Linked DNA regions of Gossypium arboreum: region 2 is linked to region 1. Evidence: chromatin contacts called from public Hi-C data. All regions are on one chromosome and are shown on one strand. Each heading gives the region's core, a stretch centred on a gene start, on an enhancer-like site or on the middle of the called end of the contact. The rest is flanking DNA. Distances are from core to core; before and after follow the strand shown.

Region 1 (6,560 bases), core at 2,781-5,280:
CTCATTTTGATTCATACTTGTGTTGTTTTGTGCCTCAATCATTCATGCTTCCAATTAAAAACATGTATGTATTTCATGCATTAAAATATGTTTTAATGTATGTGAATTAGTTCAACAATCCTGACCAGATGAAAATTAATGGACACAATAATTGGAAGGTGCATACTTAATTTAGATCATGATCTGATTAAATTAAAGGTTGCATAACTTTAGGTTTGTGTGACTAAATTGCTTCAAACCTGATCCGTACTTGTTACTTCACATAAATTCTAAGGAATCCTTAGTTAAATTATGACATTGGTTTATGCATATTTTTTCTAAGTATGAGATTCGGTTGAACTTATATGAGATTCCCAGTTAATGAAAGATCAAATTGCCATGGAATATTTTCCAAACAATTTTAAGCATGATGAAAAATGAATTAAGTCGAATGTTGTAATTATTCTAGCTTATTCATGTTATTGTTGTTAACTCGGAAAAATCGTTGCTAAACCATCACCTTGCATTTCATTTCATTTGCATTTAGATCAACTTGCATTTAATTAAATTAATTTAACACCTATCAGACAAAATTATATGTTTTTCTTAACTAATTTGTGAATAATAATTTTTACAAGTGTTGATTTAAATATAGTCCCTGTAGAGATGATAACTCTTATATTTACTTATTACTTGATAACGATTTGTATACTTGCACAAACCTACGCATTACACAAATCTAATTAGAGGAAGAAGAGCAAAAGAATATCTTAGCTTGCAAGGGTGAATGTTGTTTTAGAAGGTGACAGTATGTGGAGTGTTAGTAGCGTAATCACAATTTATTCACATGAACTCATGCCTGACATGTCAATGCTAATGTTTGGACATAGGCATATTTCTAATCAATTAAAAAGGACCTTTGAGGCAAATGATATGGTTGATTTTCCAATTTGCAAAAACATTAAATTGCTGCAAGTTGAATTAAGTAGACCAAATCAAATGGAGTGTTTATTAGAGGATTGTATAAATTATATCTATAACAATAGGAGGTTCATCATGCAAGAGGAGGATGCTAAGTATTTGAGATTTATTTTTTGTAAAATACAAAATAAAAATAGAGATTTCTTCCACCAATCTGAATTTGATGGTTTTGGAAAGTTGAAGAATATTTTTTGGATTCGTTCTCAAAATAAAGCTGAAAATTTAAACGTAAGGAGACTCAAGGTGAAGTCAGTAAATATTGGTCGTGAACTAAGATAAAAATATAAATTGTTAAGGGAGGACGAAGCCTAAATTTTTTTTGTTGAATTGCTAATTTTAAGGGATTAAAGTGTAAATTTATTATCATACAATTGGTGAATATTGAATTTGCCATTATTTTTGTTTTCATTGATATTTGTCATTATATTTTAAAAATATGAGTAAATTTGCCATTCAACTTTATGTAATTGACTTTTACTGTTAAACTTTGAATATTATTAAAATTTTCTGCCGACGTTGTTTTTAATTAAAATTGCCACTTTATATGAATTTTGATGATTTGAAAACATAATTTAATAAGAAATTTTTTCAAATATTTTATTTTAATAGTTAATAATAATTTAACTTATAAATATTAAAATTAATAAATTAAATTAGAATTTCTATTTAATGAAACAAAACTTGAAAAAAAATATATTATAAAAAATTAAGTTTATTTTATAAAATATACATTTTATTTATTTTTAATTTTGTATTAATTAACTTATTGCTGTTAAATATTAAAAGCAAAATAAAAATATTTTATATTAAATTTTGTCTTTTCAAATTATTTTAAACTTAAATTGAATAGCAAAATTTAATTAAAAAATTAACAGTAATGTAAAAATCAATCTAAAGCAATAAAATTAAAAATAAAATTAAAGTATAGTGATCAAATTATCTTTAGTTTGTAAAGATAATGACAAATATCAATCTAAGTGAAGTATAATAGTAAAGTTAATTTAAACTTATATACATATTAACCCAATTTTTAAAAGGACCAAGAATCAAAATATAATTAATGGGCAAACATCCTTACTTGCCCCTCGCAAAATTCCAATTTTAATTTAAGAAAAAATCTCACTAAAAATTTCGTACACCGTTACTTTTTATTTCCTTTACTATGATCATGCAAATATCATACCGCAATTTAAAGTTATATACTTTTTTCATTGTATAAAAAATTATCATTTACAAAAATCAAAAGAGTAATTATTTTTTTCTTTTGGTATATCTAATGCAAATATAGCTCTAGTTTGTGCCTTCAGCTTTTGCCCCAGGCACCCAATTTATTTTGCTCTAAATACAACCATCAAATTGCTTTCTGAAATCTCCCGGAAAACGAAAACGGAGGTGGTTGGTTCGGCAACTCTGTGATCACCGGGTCTTCTCTCGCCATGGTTGTCAACCGATGTGGTGGCGAACCAGGTGGTGATGTGTATAGGACGGTTGTTTCAAGTACCTGTTGGCGAACAAGTTGCTGTTGTTGGAACAACTTTTGGGCATGTAATGCAGTCAAGTAGAGGCCAGCCGCCAAGAAAACGGTCATCAATGTCAACACACCAGCCGCACAAAACAAGCCTTCTCTGATTATGAGACAGCTTTCTCTCGGTTTCGACCAGTTTTTCAAATGTCCCGATTCCACACTTAGCCCTATCAACAACAAAATCTCAGCCACCGCAAAGCAAAGCCTGAAATTGGAATCAATGAAAACTTCAGCTGCTTTGCTTTTATAATTGAATTAATCTCACCAGAAGTCCTCAAATTATTGGACATTTTAAAATTGATCCTGAAACTTTAAAATCATCTTTAAAGTATCATTTTAGTCGTCAATTTAGACATACTGATTGTGGGTTATATTCAAAATACAAGAACTAAATTATAAACATGTGTGTACCAACCGCATAGAGAGTTTGAATTTAATACGATAAACAACATATGATTGTGATGATGTTAATAAAATTTAAAATGACTATTTTTAAGCTTAAATGATAAAAAAAAAGTTCTAAATTAATAATCAATTCGAACTCTAGTGGAAAAAAACACCTAATTGAGCCCTTAGTCAAAAATTAATCTAAAAAATTTGATAGCTTAATTAATTGCTAATTTTCTATTAAACCCTCGTTTAATTGATTATTTATTTATTTAAAAGTTAAGCCTTGTTATCTATAAAGTAAATATATATATCTACAAAACCGTAGTCAAAGGTAGCCAAGTTATTTAATGTTTAAGATAATGTTTTAAGGGCCCAATGAAAACTTCTAAAGTATAAGTTCGAATTTAGAATTTGTATCATAGTTTGATGTAAGATACAGTTAACCTTAATAGTTTAAAGAAAAGGGTAATCGAAATTCATAAGCAGCATAGGAAAAAAAAAACTGGAAAAAGGGCACGAAGATGAAGCAATGCAATTGAAAAGGGCGGTGAAACCCAGAATGAAGGCTGATAGTGTATGTTTGAGAATGTTACCAAGTGGTGACAAAGAAAAATCCAGCCTGCCAGGTGAGAGTCTTGAACTGAGTGGAATCAGGATCCCATGAAAGCAGAACCGGCGGCGGTGATTTACTCACCGCAATCAACATGTACATATGTTCCACCAACATCACCACTGCAAGTCCCACAAATGCCACTGCTGAACACAACAATGCCATCTTCCCGCTTCCACTGTATATGCATTCATATTTCACGTCTTTCCCGTCTTCTCCACTCTCCACCCATTTTTCCTACGCCACATCATGTGTATATCAACGAACTGAAGCGAGGACATAAAGGGAAAAGGGGGGGGAGGGGGGAGAGTTAAGTACCTGGGAACGAGTGGCTTCGGCTATGAGGCAAAGTACGAAGCAGAAGAGACCACATATGATGGTGACAACTATGAAAGCAACACCGGTTTTGCTGCCTAATTCGGTGCTTCGACGACTTGGGGCGAGATCAGCATGTGTGACACCTACTGTTTTAGGCATTTTCGGGCAACAAAAACGGAATTCATGCAAGGAGTTGATGGGCGGGCGGGGAATTAAATGGTTTGCGCTACCAAAACTGAAGGAATTATAGAATAGCTTGGAGCAAAGGTTGCTTAAAGCCCAAAGATTCCAATGATTCTGGCCTTTACTGTGAAGTTATTCACATTGATTGTGGCTTTTTCTATAATTTTTCTAAAGATGAAGGCCACAATGGGCTTTGCTTCATCATAGACACGTGTAAAATATTAGAGACTTCACCATCTTCCACCGTCTTTTATCTCAAAGTGCATTTCCCATCCTTTCTTTTTCTTTACCTTTGCCTCAAAGTGGAATTTCTTAGACATTGCAATTGTAATAGAAAAACAGTCTCCTGATACCAATGTTACTGTTTCAGCTCACATTATGATTATTTTTTATATTCTCTATGTCACATTAAATTTTGATTTAAGTTAAAAGCTTAAAAAAAATCAAGATATGAATTATATTTTTTTTGGAGAAGTTAAATAACAATTTTATCAAGTACATGGTCAAAGGTTCTTATCTGTATCCTCACTAAATATGAATAAGCTTTCTCATTACTGTTTTTTCCATTAAGATGCCACTTAACTTAGCATTGGATCCGACAAACGTTGGGAATTAGATTGATACATTAAATTAATTGGATCGAAAATTAATTGATCAATTAGTTTAAATAAAATTAAACTAGTTAAATTACGAACTTTCTGAATCAATTAAATTAAAATAAAATTTTGATCAAGTCTATATGGTTGAATGGATTTTATGATTTTTTTTAATTTTTTAATAATTTATTTAATTGAAACTAAATCAATGATTAAACCAATCAAATTAAAAATTAATAACTAACTAATTCGATTACTAATTAACCATGGACATTTTAACAAAATTTTGAAGTTTAGAGATTTAATTACTATAAAAATGAAACAAAACAGGTTTGGCTTTCAATGTTGACCAAACAAAACATAAAGTTCCTAGATGCCTAAAGTTTCAATTGTTGAGATTTGCCAACTTTAGAGAAAGGAATAATAACCCAACAAAGTGATACCCCCCCTGAAAGAACAAATGCAACAATGACTTAAGAATATTGATGTCGGTTTGCTGCAGTGCCTTCTAATCTTCTCTGGTTTATTCCAAGAATATATTACAATTATATAATTAATTCATCTTTCAGCATAAACTTCAAAGTTTATGTTTCACAAAGTTGTTACTTATACAGTAGAATAATTTAAAAAAAAAAAAATAAACTATCTCTAAATGATGGTATTTAGCGAATTTAAAGGTTGGAATCTGACATTTGTAATCCTAGACAGATCTTTATATTTGGATTTATGGGATTCTTTTTTTTCCATCTAAAATTTGGAAGAGTAACTAACAATAACATCAAGCATTTGTTGTTTGTAAACCTACTAAAGGCTTCTGATGCTTCAACTTAAATATATCCTAATGCATCTCCATTCAAATTGTCCCCTTCCATCATTGGGCAATCTGATGAATCATGTTCGAAATGCCCACAGCAAGAATCAGAATAATGTCTTCGTTTTCGAGTTATATCAATCCCATCTCTTGGCCTTCTATCCTTCAGCTTTCCTGAAGTGAGAGGTTCATGAGAAGTCCCCATTGTGAAGCTTTGAACAATTCCATCTGTATCTTCTACCTCTGGTAAGATCAAATCAGATGGACAATTGTATACGATATCATTTGCACTTTGTGTCGTCCTAGGAAGGTCCTTGATGCGGGAAAGAACCATGGCGGTTTGCTCACAAGCAACATCGAGGCGTTCCTTTGTTTCGATTGACTCTGCTATGAGTGCTGAAGTCAAGGACTCTAACAACTGAATCTTTTCGGAGTGCTGTCTCGTTGCATTGCTTAATGGGTTTATGGAAGACGAACTATTCAAACGCCAACGGCTGGGCAGGTATGGGTCTGGAATATGGAAACAGTTATTACTAGATAGAACACGAAGAACATGCCTGCAAAGAATACCTGAAAACTCAAAATGATGGCAACTACAACTAATCTGCTCTTCACACAGAACGCAGATCACTTTACACCCTCCATCCATTTGGGTATGGTGTTTGACCTCGAAGCAGCCTTCATCAACCACAAAGGATGCATATTGTGGAGCCAATAAAAGCTCTTCTTGGAGCTTACCAAAGGCATACGGTGTAAGAACAGTAGCCGCATGAGATTCAATTGGTGAGCCTGTTTTAAGGCAGACTTTCTGCGATTTCCTTGGCTGCTTTTGCTTGGAACCACGGTCATTGAATTCAACAACCTCAGCCACCTACAAAAGAAAAAAAATGTTCAATAAGATTTGGCATAGTAAAAGAAATCTATATCAACAAAATACGGGAGGAGGAAAAAAAAAATTGCGCACTTGTTCTACAAAACGATCTAGTAGGGACTGTGCACTCAAAATCCGTTGGATGAAAGTAGTAGTGGTCTCTGATTGACATAAACTTGTCAAACCTGCAAAGAAGTAAGGCCTCAAGAATGGCAAAGCCCAAAATGTCCGCAATGCATATAAGCTGATAATGTGCTTATTATCATGGAGTCCATATTTATCAATCATTTCTCTCC
Region 2 (6,560 bases), core at 1,817-4,316, 110 kb before region 1:
ACATAAGCATTTAATTAATTTTTAAAAAATTTAAAATATAATTTTTATAATTTTATATTTTTGAATAATTTAAATAATTTTATATTTTTTGAATAATTTAAATAATTTTTAATTATTAAAAATAATTTTTATAAATTTTTCAAAATTTTAAATTTTAAAAATTAATTAAATGCTCACATGTCACCTATGTGACAATTCATGTGTATACAACATCAACAAAGTTAAAAAAATTAATTTTTCCATTAAATTTGGGGTATTTGACCAAAAACACAAATTTAAGGGCTAAAAAGGTGAAAAATTAAATGAATGTCTAAAATTATTTTTTGTAAAGTTGGAAGTCTAAATAAGTCATTATGCCTTTTTAACAATATTCCATTTTGTCTCCTTGCTTTTGAAAAATGTTGTGCAAAGTAGTTTTAAAAAAATTAGTATTACCGTAAAAATGATTTTGAAAATAAAATGTCAACTTTAGATATTATTTCGTGAAGTAAAAATATGCATCTAAATGATGCTTAAATTGCTAATAGTACAATATTTTAGTAAGAATATAAAGGCTTAATACATAATTTGGTACTTGATTTTAATACTTTTTTCTAATGTGGCACGTGTGTTATCTTTTGGTCCAATTTGATACATGTATTTGACAAAAAATTATATTTAGGTATCCAAAAGTAATAATGTTAACTTCTTAGCATTTAATTTAGGTTTTAGAGTTAAAATGAAAAAATTAACTAATAATATTAGTTATAAACTTCCATCAAATCAACCTTAAAATCCTATTAAATCGTATCCATCGATCGTATTTAATAAATGAAATAAATTTACAATTAACACTAAACTTATTCTATTAATAAAATTATTAAAAAATTCAAACATAATAATATTAGTAATTAACTTTAATCAAATCAACTCTAAAACTCAAATTAAATACTAAAAATTAACATTGTTATCTTTGTGTACCTAAATATATAACTTTTGTTAAGTACAAGTACCAGATTAGAGAACAAAGTAAGACAAGTACCACAATAGAAAATAGAGTCAAACTAGAGTACCAAATGATATATTAAGTTGAATATGAAATATAATATATTGCAACTCATTATTAATATTTTAATATATGAAATATAAATTATTATTAAATATTTTAAGCAATTAATATTAATTAATTGTAAAATTTAATTTGAATACATAATTTATATTCTTTACAAATTTAAATATATAATGTTATATATTTAAAATAAATTTTAATAGAAAAATAATTGTATACTCAATATAAATATTATATAAAATACTTTGAGTTTTAAATTAGAGTTAAAAATATTATTTGATTCTAAAAGTGTTTTTACTAAATATAAAAATTAGGAAATAGGATTTTACATTTGTGTTCAAAATTATTTCTTTTACTTTAAAAGTTATCTATTTAACTTTATGAGTATTCCAAAAACATTTTTGAAAAGTAACGAGAAACAAAAACCTAAATTTTTTTCAATATATTAGTATCGGATTTTAATCTAATTCCGAAATGATTTTTGCAATCGATTCCATCCAAAATTGATAAAAGTATTATGGAGGCCTCTATAGCAAGAATCAAATTGGATTTTACCCCCTCTACTCAAAAAATAGGTAAATTAGTCCCTATATGTTCGATTAAAGAGTAAACCAGCACTTTTGTTAAAAATTCTATTCATTTTTACGATTAAAAATTGGATAAAGACTAATTTACCCATTTTTTTACAGTTCCATCCATTTCTATTAACAGAAAGAACTAATTTACTTTTTAATCTTATGAATAGAGACTAATTTATCTATTTCATAATAAAAATGACAAAATAAAATCTAACTCCTAATTCAGGGGCTAATGTTGTTATAAGGAAAAAGGTGGGAAGATGTGAGATAGGGCAAGAAATGAAGTTGGATATTAAGCCCATTGAAACCCCCACCAAACCCAAACACATTTTTAGCATTTACACCAATGGGTTCTTTTTCACTTTCCTTTTCTTATCCCGGGGATTGGTTCTATGAATCATGATTAGAGGCCCTTCTGCTCATTCCATCAATTATATTATTTTTAAACTTTAAATCATTAATAATTTTAAAAATATAGGAAAATGAAAATTAAGTAAAACATAATGAATAAACAATTTTTTGTTAAAAAATAAAGATTTTATCGGTTTTGTTTTCATTTCTTAATTTTCAGCTTTTACCTGTATAGTGTATATATAATTTTAAAAAAAACAATTTCGTTGATGAACCATTTTTTATTGAATCAATTAAAGGAGAAGCCTATTTTCTGAACAACAAAAGTGTTTAGTGGTTAAGTTCCCTTGTTGACACCCTAATAAATATATGTTGAAAGTTTAAACTTCGTTGATGTAATTTATTTTGTACTAAAAATTAATATTTTAAAATAAATAGTTATGGTAGAATTCTTTAATTCGAAGTATTTATTTGATATTAAAAAAAAAAGGAATAGAAGATGTTTTTAAAAACCATTATAGAATTAAAAAAACTTGAAATAAAAGATATTATTCTTTGACCCAAGCATGTTTAAAACTTTGTAAAACTGGAATATTGAAGTGTTGGGCATACATTTTCAGACAATTGTGACAGTTGAGACACTGACTTTGACAACCATAATTCAGTTATCAGTAACCTCAACTAACAATTCTTGGTTTCTTTGACAGTTCCAACAGTATCTGTTAATTGAGCGAAAAAGACTGCTTTTGTGCACCAGAATCTGATGTGCATTCCCTCTTTTATTATTGCTTATAAAAACTATTCTGATTTTATGGAAGATTCCTGAAAATAAAGGATGTAAAAGCCATGAAAATGATCAAATTTAGGACATTTTGGCAGATGGTATGCATGTCATGTGGAGGGGCTGAGAATAAAGCAAACTACAAAATTCTCTTCCAACACACATCAGTATCAAAGTAGACAGCCAACCCAACAAACACTTCTGCTTCTTGTCTGGTTTTGATAGGGTTGGAATTTAGGATCACTCTAATGCTTTGTCACCAATCCATGGAGTGGTCAAAGGGTCCAAAATCTTTCTCTTTTTGGTGTCAGTTTAGTGGAGATAATCTTGACAATTCACCCACCTTTCCACCACAACTGCATGTCATAATGCCACATATTTCCCTCTTTTGTAGGTCCCTTTTCTAACTCCTTTAAAAATCCTTTCCTACCACTTTTTTCATACAAAAAGAAAAAAGACATTGTTCCTTACAACAACATTGCTTCACCCATTCCACCTATGTACCAAAATATTGCAAAAAAAAAAAAAAAATTATGGCCAATAATGTTATTTATATACATTATGAAAACTAATTATATAATAATATAATCCATGAAAGGAGGGTGCTTATATCAATGTAAAACTAAAATGGTTTTAAACTCTTTCATAATTGATTAATATTTTAATAATCCAACGATTGAATTTATCAAAAAAAATATTTGTCATGCATGTAAAATTTTGAATCGATTTAATATCTCCATCATATCAATCTAAAATATTGTCTATATTAATATATATTTAACAGTTGAAAGTTTTTTACATAAAAATAAATGGTTAGAAATTTTTACTTTATGTCAAACTTGACATGCATGATTTTCATGAATGGAGCATAAAATATGATGGTTGAATGGTTAAAATATTAATCGTAAAAAAGTTATAGAAGGTTGTAAAACTAATTTCGCTTTTACACGATATAAATAGATCTCTCCCTAACGTAAATACCAAAAATGTATAAAGTTATTTATGGGTACAAATTTAATAAAATGAAAACATATTGATGGGCTTGATCTAATTTATTAAGAAATAAAATGAACCTAAATTAACTTAGTTAACTATTTATAAATATATATGAGTTTAATTGAATTTGATTAGAATCATAATTTGAGTAAAACAAGATATGATATTACTATCATGGTGTGAACTTAATTTAAAATTGATTCAGTTCAACTCATAGACACCTCTAATCATATTATGTTTTAATGAAAACAAATTAATCATAACTCTAAGATTTTATATTTATAAGATGATTTTAGTCCTTAGACTGCTCCAATTAAGCAATCATGCTTTAAAAGAATCAAAAAGATTAGTGGCAATGTAAAGTGTGGAAAGCTTCCTTAGGGTCCAAAAAGTTAAAAGCAAGCAAAAGATATGGTAAAGAGATAAAATTTCCTCCTTTATACGATTTCATGTTGCTTTGAATGCAAACTTCATATAATTTTTAAATTTTAATAAAAGTAATTTATTGATAAAAAGAATGTCATAAGCATAATTAATATATTGAGTTATAGTTTTATTCCATGTTTGGATTTACAAACATTGCAAAAGTTTGAGTTGAATCCATCAAGATGTACTGTGCTCTTTTTAGAGAAATTGCACATTAAACAATTGAAATTGTTAAAATAATTTACGTAAGAAAGGGAAAAGGAAAATTGAATTATTGTGAATCTCTGATTCCAGCCTGTAGAGGTTGGGCCAAAAATGCACACACATTAATAATAATAATAATATCTCATGGAGAAAAAATGAGCAGTCCCTTTCAAATTCACTATACCGTAAGTCTCTCCTAAAGGGGAAATTATATCGTTATTATTATAAAAATGTTGCTTTCATTTTTTATTATCACTACAAACTAACCGTTAAATCTTTCAAATCATTCTCTTTTCCTTGTTTTTTTTCTTTTAAATATAAAAAAAGTTATCCCTAAAACTAAGTATTCCGCTCTCTACCAACAAATGGCTATTGCTAACGTTGAATCATTTTGATATCATCAACTTAATTAGTATCTATATGAATATAGTTAATTGAATTGATATTATTTATTAATTGAATTTTAATTTAATTGTAAAAGTATCACAAGTTTTTTTTATAAAGTAATAAATATTATTTTAAGAATATTTATGTCTTATTTGTATATTTTGATATAATATTTAAAGTTATCCATAACCTTACTCCAACCCTTGAATAGGAGGAGAAAATAAGTTTGAACGCATTTAAACTTGTGTCCTCAAATGAGCAACAATACTAATGCCAACCGAACTAAGGCTCAATTGACACTAAAGGGGCGTTGGAAGTGGCCAATGCTCCCCTAAAATAGGGAAATAGTAATTTTCCTTTAGAATTTATAAATTTCTAAGTTAGTAAATCATCAAATTACACTTTTCCCCAAATGATAGAATTTTAATTTAAATCTTTAAAAATTATAAATATATAAGTTAATACAATGATGAAATTACACTTTAGTTATCATAAAAATAAATAATTTAATTCCGTCCTCTCCACCGAGAAAAAATAATTTTTGGCTTTACCCTTGATACATATTATGGAAATATTATGATACGAACCCAAAACACCAAGTTCTCACTATATCAATTTTACCATTTCAATTACAATCACATTTAATTTTTATATCACTTTTATAAATTTATTATGTAATTTTTCTCTCACATCTTAACTGTGTAATAATATAATTTATATAAAAACTAATATCCTAGACCAATCAAATATCAATTCTATTAAAAATAATTTTAAAAATTAACAAAAACTATTATAAAGGTAATCATGTCATAAATTTTAATATAATGTTTTATTAAAAACAATTCATTTATAAAAAAAAGACACTTTAAAATATTAATTAAACTATCAAGTAATTTTCTATAAATTACAAAGAGTCGTTATATCATATGTAAATTCCTATTCTCTAATTCAGTGAATTTTAGTTTTAATATATATATATATATATATTTAAATTTCAACCCTGATGTAAACATTAGCAGTGATAGTTGCTAGGGTAAAATTTTGCTATTAATTTTATGTCATTTTTAATTTTATATTTTTCAAATTTAAAAATTTAATTCGACTAAAAAGATATTTATTAAATGCATTAACTAAAATGATGACTTTTTTGTATGTATTATGTGAAAAGAACAAGTTGAACTAACATTATATATGTCATAATTTATTTTATGCTTAAGATTTTATAAATAACATAATTTAATTTAATGAATTTAATGACTACGATTTAATCAGATTAAAATTTCAAAATTTGAAAATTATATAGATTAAAAATAATCAAAGTAGAGTACATGTACTAAATTTTCAACTTAAGCATAATAAACAATTAATAGTAAAATTTGACCTTTAAAAAAAAAGTGAAACACCCATGCTCGACCCGTTTGCCGAATCCGGGTATGGTGCATCACAAATGGACCAGGTTCACATATTCTTAATTTTGCTACCTTAATTGCTATAAAACAGTTTAAAAATAAAAATTTCTAATCATGAAATTAAAAAAGAATAATTCTTACAACTAAGGCTTTAAGCCATTAAAAGTTGGGTCCCTCAAGTCGGTTTCAAATCCATCTATTGGGTACAAACAATCTCAACAATTAACTACTGTTTGCTATTTAAAAATCCAAATTTGGAGGATGTTATATAACTATTACATAACCGATTCTAGGGTGAAGCCTCCAGTGGCACCCTCTTCTTATGTGCATGACTCTAATTGCCTACGAACCTTGATCTCATTTTTCTCTGGCTTGGTCCC

The links. A called contact is a pair of places that touch in the nucleus more often than the background predicts.
Region 2: a Hi-C map of leaf shows a contact between it and region 1, with 2.7 times the contacts expected there. The contact joins the enhancer-like site here to the promoter of LOC108488840 in region 1. A contact is called at or near these places in 2 of 5 Hi-C or Micro-C datasets (both in leaf).

Annotation. Positions count from the first base shown.
Region 1 is chr10:108,446,833-108,453,392 of ASM2569848v2, reverse strand. It overlaps LOC108488840, which reads right to left and starts at 4,030. Exons shown (of 3, transcript XM_017793122.2): 1 at 3,804-4,030; 2 at 3,469-3,722; 3 at 2,080-2,690. The coding sequence starts at 3,962. The coding sequence ends at 2,312. LOC108489214 (protein FAR1-RELATED SEQUENCE 11-like) reads right to left here. Exons shown (of 5, transcript XM_017793578.2): 4 at 6,358-6,560; 5 at 5,274-6,264. The coding sequence ends at 5,410.
Region 2 is chr10:108,558,422-108,564,981 of ASM2569848v2, reverse strand. No RefSeq gene overlaps it. Among protein-coding and RNA genes, the nearest start is that of LOC108489199, 24 kb to the left of the region's middle. Within about 2 kb of position 3,066, at least 2 of the 2 cell types and tissues checked have an H3K27ac peak or open chromatin away from gene starts, as enhancers often do. A contact at or near this core is called in leaf, where this site is marked.